2 separate regions of the Capsicum annuum genome follow, and region 2 is linked to region 1. A link is a contact called in public Hi-C data. All regions are on one chromosome and are shown on one strand. The core of a region is the stretch at or near the end of the contact, and the rest is flanking DNA. Distances in the headings are between cores, read along the strand shown.

The links. A called contact is a pair of places that touch in the nucleus more often than the background predicts.
Region 2: a contact with region 1 is called in a Hi-C map of bud, with 3 times the contacts expected there. The contact joins the enhancer-like site here to the promoter of LOC107864091 in region 1. A contact is called at or near these places in 2 of 5 Hi-C or Micro-C datasets (bud and leaf).

Annotation. Positions count from the first base shown.
Region 1 is chr3:25,907,928-25,910,452 of UCD10Xv1.1, reverse strand. LOC107864091 (cyclin-T1-3) reads left to right here and starts at 1,263. Exons shown (of 7, transcript XM_016710353.2): 1 at 1,263-1,492.
Region 2 is chr3:25,954,531-25,957,055 of UCD10Xv1.1, reverse strand. No RefSeq gene overlaps it. Among protein-coding and RNA genes, the nearest start is that of LOC124896617, 11 kb to the right of the region's middle. Within about 2 kb of position 1,260, at least 5 of the 5 cell types and tissues checked have an H3K27ac peak or open chromatin away from gene starts, as enhancers often do. A contact at or near this core is called in bud and leaf, where this site is marked.

The DNA.
Region 1 (2,525 bases), core at 14-2,513:
ATTTCGTTAAGGGAGGAGTATTTTTGAGCCAAATATTTAACAGAGGGGTATTTTTGATCTATTTCCGATAGTTCAGAGGTATTTTTAATCCTTTTTCGAATTCTGTTAGAGGAAGGGGTATTTTTGAGCCAAATATTTAACGAAGGGGTATTTTTGAGCCAAAAATCTAACGAAGAGTATTTTTAAGCTATTTCGAATAGTTCAAGATTATTTTTGAGCTTTTTCCGTTAAAAATAACAAATCAGTGTAGTTTTGTATGCTTGTGGCTAAACTCAACTACCAAAAACCCAACAAGGAACAACAAATATTATGGTAGAATAACTAATAAAATTTCTAGCAAAGTTTTGAATTTGAGTTATGAATTATAAAAAAACATTAGGAAGAATTTATATACACGTATTTAGAGTTGATACGAAGTGAAAAATCATTTCAATTTTAATTATCTATTTATATGTTCAACCAATATATATATATATATGTAACTTAATTATGTAATTCTCTAGCGAATGAATATGGATTAACACTCCTTAAATATGTGCTCCACCACCATTATAGGTCACATTTAATTTCAATGAACATAATTATCCTCGTGTAAGTGATAGAAGATGACAAATAACATATAAAATCAATCTAACACATGTACAAATTAATTAAAACATGACAGATTAATTTATGAAAAAATAACATAAACATACACATTAACTTAACATATTTACATAAATTTTTATTCTCACAAAGTAATTATAAAAATTTCAATTAATTATGTAACTTTATTAGATGTATTGAAAAGCTAATTATGTATCTGTACAGATTCAAAAGCGAGAAAAATATATCAGGAGCTAATTATGTATCTTTACAAGAAAAAAATATATCTTCGTTGTATGTATTATATATTTCGACAAATTAAAAATTAAAAAAAAAATTAGAAGCTAATTATGTACCTTTATACAAAAAAATGCACCTTCGTTGGATGTATTATGTATCTCAACATCTACAGAATTGAAAAAAATATATTGTGAGTTAATTATTGTAGCTTTATAGAAGAAAATTGTATTTTCGTTAAATGTATTTGAAACTAATTATGTATCGATAGATTCAAAATTAAAATTTTTAATAATTATATAAAATATTAAAAAAATTTATAATTAAATTTTAAAATATCGGAATTTATATTATTTGTCCTTATTTTTGATTTAAAAAAATAATTTAGGTCATCAAAATATATGAACTAAAAAAAAAGTAACAAGAAAAAGCGAGTATAGTTGAATAACACAATAACACAATTATCTGTCCAAATTCCAAATACACCCACAATAACACAATAAGAATGACCGCTTTCTTTGTCCAAATTCCAAATAAATTACCCTATCATATATTCTCTCCTTCACCAAATCTCCAAACCCTATTCTCTCAAGCAATTCCTTTGTAAAATTCGCCGATTCTTCCGATCCATTACGCACTCTCTCCATCTCTTTTCCCTTGCTATATTCTGGTAATTTCCTTTCCAAAATAAAAGTTACATCTTTTATCTACTTTAATTTGTATTTTGATTCATAATCATACCTTTGATTTTTTCGTTTTTCGAGGATCTATCTGATACGTAGCTTTGATGAGTTTTTATTTATTTATTTATTTATTTGTTATTATTATTATTATTATTATTATTTGCAAAACTGGCACCTCTATCTATCTATCTATATATATATATAATTTGGGTATTTCTAATATATGTTCCTGAGCATTTCTAATATATGTTCCTGAGCTAATTCAAGTTTTTATTTAGATGGTGATGATATCCTTAAGTTTTATGATACTTGAGTTTTTCTTTTAAAAAAAAATTGGCACTTGAAAATTTTTGCTAATTATTCAGAGTATATTACTTGATTGGATCGATTGGTGGTTGGTGATTTTTATTTTTTATTTTTTTGAATTATAACTAATTTTGATGTAGTTTGAGGTGTTTTTTTCTCTGCAATTAAATTCGGATGATCGGTTGTTGTTTCATGGGATTGTAGAAAAAGAATAGTTGGTGGTAGTTTCGTCGTATTTATGAAGGTTTATTTGCGGTGAATTTTGTTCTAGTTCTATTTGAGTCTAGTTTTAGTTAGGGTACGAAGATTCAGCAATCATGTTTGCGGTCGTATGAACTTGACTTTATGTCGGTTAATGCATAATGGTGAAGGGAACTGGCTCTGCGAAAAGGACTTAGTTTTTTGTTTTATTTGAAAATACTGTAGTTTCAGTATGAAAGTTTCAGTCTTTCTTATGTTTTTATGCTTTTTAGGCTGATGAACGTGACTTTGTGTCGTTTAGTGGATTGTGTATGGAACTGGCTTTGCAGAAAGGACTTCGTTTTTTGTTTTATTTGGTTTTGTTTGAAAATACTGTAGCTTTAGTATGAAAGTTTCAGTCTTTATATATTTTTTTAATATTTTTTTATGGGTCTTAGGCTTTAAGAGAGTATAGCTTCATGATAATTCACAGAGTATACCAAATTGGATGTTTGTTTCTGTGATAGGAGAAAT
Region 2 (2,525 bases), core at 11-2,510, 47 kb before region 1:
AAGAGTTGTCTCTGGGGTGTCCAGGGGATGAAGGGGGGATTGACTAGTGTGGTTGACATACTTGTGGGGAACAAGGTCAGGCTATAAAAGGTCTAGCTCATTAGGAAGTTGTATTCCTCTGTGGAGAGGTGTCCCACATTCTGTACTAGTTAAGCCTGAAGGAGAGCTTGCATCCACACTTGGCTTCCTAGTCTTTAAACTGCATGGTCTATGCAATCTCTGACTAGTCTTGCCAAGTAGTGAAGGTTATGGATTAGAAGTACTACTGGTTGGTTGTGAACTGTTGCATTTAGAGTGAAGCTCAAGTCCTATAGTGTCAGCTCCCCCAGTCCTGACTGGGGGTTGTGGTCTGGTAGTAGTAGAGCCGATACCAGAATTAGGGGGTGTTTGGAGCTGAGGTTATTCCCATGTTGAAGTTTTCCATCTTTAGTTCTATTCTGGACAGAAGATGAGTGAGGAGATTGTATACATCCCTTTTATTGAGTAGAGAGGGGATTAGGTAGGTTGGAGTTAATTGATTCGACCCTGATTGTCTTGTCAATAGCTCCGATATGATGATTACTAAAAGCCCTTGGTGGGATAGTGAAGGATATGGAGTTAATGTGGAAAGTCGAGGCGTTCTGAAGGAGGCTTAGGGAGCCTTCATGGCTCTCTGATGAGCAAGGTGGGGCCTCTTTGTTGACAAGCTGTGGGGCAATGGGGCCATCCATACCTTTGTGTCCTTCAGAGGAGGTTAGGGAGTAAAAAAGATTTGTATGGTAGTGGGTCACCACTTGAGCCTTCCCCTTGAGATTTTCTTGGGGAGGCCAAGTTGACCTTGTTAGTCAAAGGAGAAGAGTTAGCATTTGTCGATCTCACCTTTCTTTTGTCCTTTTGATTTACAGGGGTGAGGGAGACATTAGGGGCTAGAAATTTACTTGTTGCTGCATCGAAAGCTTTTACTTGGGTTGGGGTTTGAACGACCCTTTTGTCAGCTGAGCCTTTTTTGGTGGGTTTCCCTTTTGATTTTACATTTTTTTTTGAAAAAATTACAGTTTTCCAATGTTCTTCCACGGACGGAGTGCTGGAGTCGGTGGTTGTTATAGTGGCTTCTTGGGCCAGAGGATTTTCTGGTGTCGTGTTTGGCCAATGGGGCAAGGTGTGTCCAATGTGGCCATAATTGACACAGAGGGACCTTTCTCCCTCGTATATGACTTGTTGTTTGTGGGAACCGATGGTAATTGACTTTTTGACCGGCGAGTGGAGTGTCACATGCACACATATCCTTGCATATCGTCCCTGTAGTGTCGCCAATATGTAAGAATCGATCTTTAATAGTGCCCCCAACTTTCTCCCAATATTTTCCAGGATACTTCGATCGTAGAATTCGGTTGGCAAATTTGGTAGTCGAGCTCAGACAGCCGTGTGGGTCAGCGTAGAGTTTTGTGGTGCAAAGTTCGACTCCCATTGTTTGACAGAGAGAAACTTTCCAGCAACGAACCACGGTCCTTCGTGAAGGGCTTTGTTTTTTATCTTGATCATGCTGAACTTTGCTATGTAGAAATCCTTCCCTAGATCTGTTAGAATCAGGTTTTCGGTGGGTTTTCAGAGCTTCATCAACTTTGTACGTAGGTATTGATGGCTAATTTTCTTACCCACCAATTTAATAATAACTGAGTATTTTCATGGGAGGTATATCCGAGCTTTCTCTTCGTTTGAAATTGGGATGGCGTCCATATCGAATTCCTCAGCATCCTCGCAATTAGCCTATAGCATGTTGTACTCATAGGATTGGTTTAAATCCGAGTGTTTATCTCGTAAGACATCTTTGAAGGTTTGTTTACCAACTGGGTCTATGTCCATGGTATCACCCTTACCTTATGGTGGTGGATCCGGTGGCTTTGTCGGGGGTTGAGTTGATACGGCATCGGAATAGGTGGTGGTGTCGGTCATTCTCTCGACGGGCCTTTTAGAGAGAGAGTTTTGTCTAACTCCCCTTACACTTGCAGCAGAAGGACAAAATCCTGAACTAAGTGTCCTTCACTAGTTTTTAATTTCTTGATAGTAATATTTTAATGGTACTAATTTAAAATTTTCTTTAATAGGAAAGGCATGACAAAGAAACGCAAATGCAAATTTTGCCGACTTTATTTCAGATGGTAATTGTGATAGTAAAGCAGAATGAAAGTATTTGATATAAAGCTTCGTACCGATCTCATTACAAATCAACAACGATGTCGCATTATTATCAATTAGATAACGAGCCTTAATTTTTTTTCCTACTTTCATCAATTTTCAATTCTACAACAATGGCTGAAATCAATTTATCATAAGTTACATGTTCACCAATGATTTCGTCACTCTTATAGCCCTCATACTTTATTTCGTTAATCCAACGCCGGAATGACGTAATAACACTGAAATATTCATTGCAAATATCTCAAACAAAATCAAGAAAAAAAAATTCATTTGAATAGTTTGCTATCTAAAAACTGATTATGGAAGAGATTTTGTTTAAAAAGGTGGAATAACAAACAAATTACGTT